Linked DNA regions of Culex quinquefasciatus: region 2 is linked to region 1. A link is a contact called in public Hi-C data. All regions are on one chromosome and are shown on one strand. Each heading gives the region's core, a stretch centred on a gene start, on an enhancer-like site or on the middle of the called end of the contact. The rest is flanking DNA. Distances are from core to core; before and after follow the strand shown.

Region 1 (4,395 bases), core at 729-3,228:
TTCATTTTTTTGCCCCACCTCGACTTTGGTCAGAGTCGAGGGACATAAACTTCAAAAAATATTTGCAACGGCCTTACTGACAAATAACATTTTCAGTTGTTCTTGGAACAAATCTTTGTTATTATTTTTTTTATTTTAACAACTGATTCGAAAATCCCAATAACAGCTAGAGGTATTCTTCTATAACAAAAAATGTTATTCCAAAGTTGTTTTGGCTTGCAACCAATATTAGACCAATAACAAACTTTGTTATGATAACATAAACTGTTATTTAACCCTTATGCAAAAATGGATTTTTCAAGAAGATTCCATAACACATTCTGTTATTTTAACAGTATTTGCTATTGAAATGGCATGAATTTTGTTATTACCGTCTGCCCGGGTTATAAATTTATGGTTGAAACTTATGAAAATAACAACTTTTGCTATATTTTCATAGAATCGGAGACACAAAAATCATCCAAATTCACTTTTTTTTTTAAATTTGTTGGGCTTTTGTCAGGAATTGGAGATGTTTAAATAATTATTTTATCGGTTTGTATGATAATCAATTCAATTTATTATTCTAATCCAAATTGAATAAACCATAAGTTCATGTAAGTACAACAATTCCAGCTAACTTCCTTATTAAATATTCAAACCAACAATGCTTTTGGAATAATAACACATTCAACAAAATTATCAAACTGCACGAACCTCTTGAATTCGTTACCCGTGCCCGTCTTGCTCATGTTACCCACTAACCACAAAATTTCCCTACAAACTGCTACTTGACCATCCTCAGAAAACAAATTAAACAACTGACTTAGCTTAAAATTATGCTGCTGACACTGAGCTACCAAAAAATCCACGCAACCTTCGTTGATCGCGACCAGATTGGCCAGTATTCGGATCGAGAGAATTGCTTCCGCCCCATTTTCGATTCCAATAAGAACCAACTGTTGAACGACGTGCTTGACTATTTGAGGTGCTGTTTCGACATCCAGCGTTTCAAATCCGGAGAGGCACAAGGCTTTGTAGACCACCTTGAGACTGTTCAGTTGGGGCTCCTTTGAAGAAGTCAGAGGCAGGATGGTGGCGTGAATTGTTTCAATGCTAAAAATGGTTCAATTATTAAGTTGACGATATTTTCATGAAGATTTACCAACTCACCTAATGAATGCTGGATCATGGTCTAGAATAAGTTCAATCGCCAACAGTATCTCAGCTAGAAGATCATCCTTTTCAAGGACTTCCAAAAGATGAGTCAAACTGGGAATGATTCCTTGCGAGTTCAAGATCTTCATGGCTTTTGTCCCAGATGAAATCATGTTCTGCAAGGTCCACATGCAGGTCGTCTATAACGAGAGTAGATTATCACTAAAAATATCTGAGACAAACCAGTCACAATACTCACCGCAACCCTCCGATTGCTCAAGTTCTCCACCAGCGCGACCAAGTACGTCCCCGCGAACGTGGCCACTTTCTCGCAGCAAACCTCATCCCCCAGGCTCAAATTGCACAAACACTCCGCGGCCAGCAGCTGCCGGTCCGAGTCATGTCCGGTCAGTTCCTTCACCACCACGTTGATCGCCCCCGTAATCCGAACAAACTCGGAGATGTTCTCGCCGCTCTGCTGAAATCCGTAGCTCAGCTTGACCAGATCTCGCAGGTCGGCGTGCTTGCGTCGTTTGATCCGCGAGGCGAGGCCCTTGATTTCCTGCGGGGTCACACTTTCGATGGCCGCCACCTCCTGGAGCATTTCGCCCAGGTTGGCCCGATTCACGTCGAGTTCGGCCTTGCGGTGGAGTTGGCGCTCCCAGCGGACCTCGTTGCGGTTCTGCTCGCGGATGCGCGGTTCCGGAACGGGGACCACGTTTAGCGTGGTGGCCATTGTGTGTTGGGTAGGTCTGGTTGAACTGTGGATATGAACTGAACTCTGGTGTGTAGATGAGTACAAAGCCGGTTAGTTAGACTTGTTTGTTGTTTACAAACTTTGTTTGTGTCGACTCCAAAATGGCTTGCAATTTTATCCACAAATAGGTAGTTCATATTAATGGTGTACCTACCTTAAACTTGCGTGCAAGTTTTTATGCAATTTAGTTTGCTATAATTTATTTACCGCTGTAATCGTCAACGTTTTTCTTATTTCTTTTTTTGGTTAATTTTTCAAATTATTTTTTGAAATCAGTTTTCTGATCACTCTCATTTAAATACTGCGTAATTTACATTTCTTTAAACTACTGCACTAAAATTTCAAAAGTTTTACTTGTAAACAATTACACGCAAAACAATCAAGCTTGTGATAAACAATTCAAGTGACCAAACAATCAAAAGAGTGAATTTTCCATAAGTTTAAGCCATATAATAGTAGGGTAAATTCTCGTATGTTTGGCAGGTTAATCTCTCGCTCCTAACTCCATCCAATTTGCTGTTTTTCACTATTTAAAAAAATAAGTTTGCAAAACTTTTTATAGAAACTGGCTTGCTCACTTCTTATTGACCTATTTATCACTCGATTACAGTTGAAAACGCTTTTAATTAGCTTTAATTGAATGTCAAAGTCGTGACCTGCCAACATTAGAGGCACGCTGGAATTAGATGCTGTTCCCCTAGTTTATACAAAAAGAGGATTTTTTTAGCACGAGTCGTACATTTATCCAACGAGGTTTAACAAGTTCGAAGCCAAAACCTTGCCATTAATGTTTGGATTTTTCATCTAAATGCCCTTAAATGTTTTCAAACTGAAAATTAGAGAAACATTAAAATTATTCCTGGATAGCAGAAAACGGATAGCAATTACCTTTTGAAAATGGTTTTAAATTTTAAATAATTTCAATTTAAAAAAAAATCTACAAATACTCTAAGGCTGATTCAAATTTTATGAAAAGTGTCAACCACCCCTTCCCCCCCCTCCCACCCCTTTCTACAAAATTCTCCCGACAAATCAGAATTTATGCATTTCCCTGTGTTTTGAATCATTTTTTAGCAAATTTAGGTTGATTTAAAAATCTTTAAAATTTTTGAAAATTTTGGATGTTTGGTATCGCAATAAGTTTTCTTTTGCTATTTTTTTTTGTTTTCGTCAAATCTTTTTTTTTAAAGTAATGATTGCAAAACAACTTGTGTAAAATGCATTTAATAACACTTTTTGCATTCAAACGTTAAGACTGTGGCTTGTTATTTCAGTTTTTATATTTTTTTGCATTTTGTTTCTACACACTCAGATTTTTTTTTAAACCGAATTCGGTAGTTAAAAAAGTCGGTAAATCTGTCAAAATGAACAAAATTTTACCGAATTTCGGTTGTACGGTGGACAATAATGAATTCGGTAATTTTCGCTTTGAGCAATTCTCTGAGATTTTTTTGTATTTTTTAATCCGGCTGAAACTTTTTTGGTGCCTTCGGTATGCCCAAAGAAGCCATTTTGCATCACTAGTTTGTCCATATAATTTTCCATACAAATTTGGCAGCTGTCCATACAAAAATGATGCATGAAAATTCAAAAATCTGTATCTTTTGAAGGAATTTTTTGATCGATTTGGTGTCTTCAGTAAAGTTGTAGGTATGGATACGGACTACACTGGAAAAAAATAATACACGGTAAAAAAATTTGTATTCAATAACATTCAATATTACGCCCTTTTAAAATGTAAGTCTTGATTTGAAAATTTTGAAAATATTGTTTTCGAAAAAATCGGAAAATTTCACAAATGTTTCATATTTTAACATTGAAAATCGGACCATTAATTGCTGAGATATCGACATTGAAAAATGGTGGGCTGTTTGGGTGAGACTTAGAAAACTTCAATTTTCCTGTTTTTAAACCTTTGCATTGCAATATCTCAGCAACTAAAGGTCGTATCAACAAAGTCCGAAGAAGCAAAATATAGAGAATTTTCTCAACTTTTCAAAAATATTTTTTTCAAAAGTGGGCAAATATGTGCACTAATTTAAAAAAATGAAAAACTGAGGCTTTTTTGAAAAAAGTTACATAAAAATGGCTATAACTTGAAAACGGTGCACTTCATCAAAATTTCACTTCAGTACTTTTTGATTGCAAATTTATTTTTACATCGAAAAATGAAGTTGAAAAATTTTTGCGACCAAAATTTCGATTTTTTGAAAAAAAAATAGTATTGATTAAAAAATTCATAACTCGGTCAAAGATTTTTTGCCCGTTCTGGAAATTTCTGAAAAGTTGGCATTTGATGTCCCCTAAAACATATCAGAAAAAGTAAAAAAATTAAATAGTGTTCTATTTTGCAAATCAAGTTTTAGTGATAAAAAGTGAAATAAAAAAATCACAAATTTTTTTTATTGTGTATTATTTTTTTCCAGCGTAGTCCGTATCCATACCTACAACTTTGCGGAAGACACTAAATCGATCAAAAAATTCCTTCAAAAGATACAGAT
Region 2 (4,395 bases), core at 1,198-3,697, 230 kb after region 1:
TTGCTTTTTTTGATTTTTGTTGATACGACCTTTCGTTGCTGAGATATTGCCATGCAAAGGTTTAAAAAGCAGGAAAATTGATGTTTTTTATCTTACCCAAACAACCCACAATTTTCTAACGTCGATATCTCAGCAACTAATAGTACGATTTTCAATAATAAAATATGAAACATTCGTGAAATTTTCCGATCTTTCCGAAAAAACATATTTGACTTTTTTTTAAATCAAGACTATCATTTCAAAAAGGCGTTATGAATGTTTGGCCCTTTTGAAATGTTAGTCTTGATTTGGAAATTTGAAAAGTATTTTTTTCGGAAAGATCGGAAAATTTCACGAATGTTTCATATTTTAACATTGAAAATCGGACCATTAGTTGCTGAGATATCGACATTAGAAAATGGTGTTTTGTTTGGGTGGGACTTAACATCAATTTTCCTGTTTTTAAACCTTTGCATTGCAATATCTCAGCAACTATAGGTCGTATCAACAAAGTTCAAGAAAGCAAAATATAGAGAATTTTATCAGCTCTTCAAAAATATTTTTTTTCAAAACTGCGACTATTTAAACAAAAAATCCTAAATATGGCTATATGTATCTTGAAAACGGTGCACTTCATGAAAATTTCACTAAGGTACTTTTTGATTGCAAATTTGATTTTACATCGAAAAATGAAGTTGAAAAATTTTTGTGACCAAAATTTCGATTTTTTTGAAAAAATCAGTATTGATTAAAAAATTAATAACTCGGTCAATGATTTTTTGCACAACCTGGAAATTTCTGAAAAGTTAGCATTTTATGTCCCCTAAAACATATCACCAACAGTCTAGCAAACGTCAAATTCATAAATAAATGCTGTCGGATCCTTTTCCGGATCTCTTCTGGAAATGAACCGGCAGCATTTTTGTATGGTTTGACGTTTGCAGGGAGAGTCGAGAAAATTTCGTGCATCGGTCAATTGAAATAAGACAAGTACAATCCAAGCTCGATAATTCACAGTTTTAATTGGGTACTAAAGCCCTATGCCAATTTTTATGTACAACGGTAAAAAATACGATTAAAAACCATTGCTGATCACTTTTTTTCATTTTAATGCAATTTTTTTTTTTTTTTTTTGACAAGAAAACATTTTTTCGATGGATCAACTATGGTCCCCTTGGAACGATTTGTCAAGTAGGAGCTTTTCTGTCAAGAAGTACCGCGAGGTTAATTTTTCAAAATTGATTTAAAAATCCATTTTAAGCTCTTTATGGTCGTACAAAGGGTCATTGTACTCAGAAAAATAAGCTTTATCGCTGTGAACAATAATATCAGCAATCTAAGCTTCATTTTAGGACCCAATTATCCAATGCTTCGGATAATCGACTCAGCAACAATTTTCTAACTTCCAAAATAACAAAAATATCAAATTTAAGTTCTGAAGCCCATGATTAGTCATATTAGGATGGTTGATTTCCTAATATTTTCTCAATATTTTAATACCACCATTTTGAATAAAAAAAAACTTATTACTTTAGAATTGTGAAGGGGTTATACTTTAGCTCGACAATTAAAAAAAACAGCAATAAAAAAGATTTTTCGTTATTCGATTATCCGGATTAGTTTTTTCCTTGGCCTTCGGATAATTGAGATTGAACTATACTCATTTCATAATGGAAAAATCACATAAATAACAAACTGTCAATATTTAAAGAATTCTATTTAAAATGATTTTGTCTCTCTCTCTAAATTTTTATTTAGGCAATAGGCAAGAAAACCGTGACGTAGCAAATGAACTCAAAGAACTCAGTATTCATTTTGTGAGTGCCATTTGAGTGGTTTGACAGGTGTCAAATCGGGACTTAGCATTTTTTGAATTTGAATTTGCTTCCGATTGCGCGAAACGTCATAACCCGAGTTTTTTTTTCCAGTATTATTGCCCGTGTGCTTGTCCGTGCTTCTGGCCGTCTTCGTGTACGTGCACCTGACCACGTAGGTGCCTGTTTCTGGTCGTTCCTGTGGCCGTGCTCTAGGCCGTGTCCTTGTCCGGACTCCTGACCGTGTTAGTGTCCGTGCTTCTGACCGTTTTCGTGTCCTTGGCCGTGTAGGTGTCTGTTCCTGGGTATTCCCGTGGCCATGTCCTTGCTCCGTGTTCCTGGTCGTGTTTGTGTCCATGCGAAACGGAACAACCGGAGAAAAATTATAATTTTAATTGCCAAGTCCCGGAACTGACACCTGTCAAAAAAGTTCATTCGGTTGTTTACCTTTGAGGTTAAGTTCCGAGCTTTTCTCCTCTATATGGAAGTATGAAGGAAACGGTTCAATCTGATATAAAATTACAAACGGTTATTTCATCCTTAGATTGCATGCAATATTTTATAGCATCAATCTTCTATACAACCAAAGACACACACCCTTCCTCCAAAATCCAACCCTGTCACCGGATTACCATCTCCCTTTTCAAGGGGGAAACCAAAATAAAGACCTGTCATCCTGCCTTTTTAGCTCGTCCCGTCAGTCAGTCGATTCCAATTCCGATCGAAAGCGATTAATTAAATCAGTGCAAAAACACCCACCCACAGGAAGCGAAACCCTCTTTGTTTGGGTTCTTAGTCACATTTCTCCGAAACTCCCCCGAACAGGAACGTGGTGCTGGTCGCAGTGGCCGCCTTCAACCCGATGGCCTCGGTGCGCATTCCCGAGCAGAAGATCATCCTCTGCGGCGAGTACGGCGTGGGGAAGAGTTCGCTGTTCCGGCGGTTCGCGACCAACTCGTTCGTGACAGCCACCGATCGGCAGTCCACGCTCGGGCTGGACCATTACGATCGGAGCTTTGCGGTGGGGGAGAAGAATATTAAGGTTGGTTGGTTCCTCATTGTAGGTTTGGGGATTGATGGTTGTTTTGGTTTCTTTCAGCTTCAGCTCTGGGACACTGGCGGTATGGAGCGGGTAGCGTCGGTCACTTCCAGTTACTACAAGTTCGCTGAGGCTGCTCTGTTGGTGTTTGCTCTGGACAACCCGGCGTCGTTCCACTCTCTGTCACAGCACATGCTGGATGTGGTCACCTACGCTGAGAATGCAAAGATCTTCCTCGTTGGGAACAAGGTCGATATGGAGCAGACGGGGAATCCGGAAGTTACCGAAGCGGACATGGAATCGTTCTGCGAGCAGTGTCACAGCTTGATCAGTGCGACGTACAAGACGTCCTGCAGGACGGGAGAAGGTATCGAAGAGATGTTCCAAGATATTGCCAACACGTTGGTTGATTCGAACCGATCGCGGCTGGAGCTTCAGGCGCTGGATTCGCACGGATTCAAAATCGAACCGCCGGAAGAGATAGGCGAACCGTCCTGTCTTTGCTAGCATTTTGTGCCCTCGTTGTAGGGCACTAAAACAAACAACAAACTTGCAACCAAATGATCTTAGACACCGAGCTACGAAGGGTTTGGCGCGACGCTGAGACAGACCGTCCGGAACAATTGATAGAGAAGGCAGCATTGGCCACAGGGGGAAGCGAGTTGTGATTCTTTGAACAATTCATAAATAACATAAACGGATACACTACGAATGTAGCAGCAGGTAGCCAGGTCTTGAGGATGACTTCAGTACGTTCTGCTGACCAGTTTTGGGTCGAGTGCCATAGAACGGAAATGATCGGCATGGAAATCAAAATTCATACACATTTTACCAAGTAGTGTGACGAGCTTTCTGTGTTAATCAGTTATCGCTAAATTTTTGCCATTACGAACAGTAAAATATTGATAACTCTAATTGGACACGTTGGAAAAGTCCTATTGGACTTTCAACCTACTCAAATAACTAACAGGTGAACATGAATGGCATTGTGGCGTAACATGCTAGTAATTTGCTGATTTATAAGTTAAACAATATCTTATCCTAAGCAGGCACTCTGCAAATTGCACCTAACTAAATTTGTAACGCAATGAAAAGCGATATTTTGCAGTTAAAGTTTAATCAATCTTATTACACCTAGTGAGTTCGTCAAGTAAAGCTAAGTAATGCATATTTGCAACACTAATAGCTATAAGTGTAGAGTGGAACGTTAGTTCACCTTAAGAATAACTACATTTGAATGATATCTTTATAAATCAAAACATTTAATGGTATCAATAAATAGTGGACATTATGACGAAAAATTTGCTTTTGTTGAGCAACTTCCCATAAGAAAACTGTTATAACCTCAACAGCTTCCAATCAGAATCTCACTTCAAACCCCTTCAGAAACATTTCCAATCGCCATATTTATCAATGAATGCATCATTTCAGCTAAAACCCCCACACAGCGAATTAGCTGTAGCACCTGTCATTTCAACAATCTGACGTTTCCCCCCATTCACAGCTAAAAAATAAGAAAAACAAAAACAAAAGTCAATTCTCGGTTCGCGATTAAAAATGGCC

The links. A called contact is a pair of places that touch in the nucleus more often than the background predicts.
Region 2: a Hi-C map of whole body shows a contact between it and region 1, with 9 times the contacts expected there. The contact joins the promoter of LOC6045009 here to the promoter of LOC6035789 in region 1. A contact is called at or near these places in 2 of 2 Hi-C or Micro-C datasets (both in whole body).

The regions. Positions count from the first base shown.
Region 1 is chr2:220,810,137-220,814,531 of VPISU_Cqui_1.0_pri_paternal, forward strand. LOC6035789 (transmembrane and coiled-coil domain-containing protein 6) reads right to left here and starts at 1,979. Exons shown (of 3, transcript XM_001845861.2): 1 at 1,397-1,979; 2 at 1,153-1,337; 3 at 540-1,095. The coding sequence starts at 1,873. The coding sequence ends at 636.
Region 2 is chr2:221,043,822-221,048,216 of VPISU_Cqui_1.0_pri_paternal, forward strand. LOC6045009 (ras-related protein Rab-14) reads left to right here and starts at 2,448. Exons shown (of 2, transcript XM_001862398.2): 1 at 2,448-2,835; 2 at 2,893-4,133. The coding sequence starts at 2,656. The coding sequence ends at 3,339. LOC6036349 (bone morphogenetic protein receptor type-1B) reads left to right here and starts at 4,360. Exons shown (of 3, transcript XM_038256856.1): 1 at 4,360-4,395. The coding sequence starts at 4,390.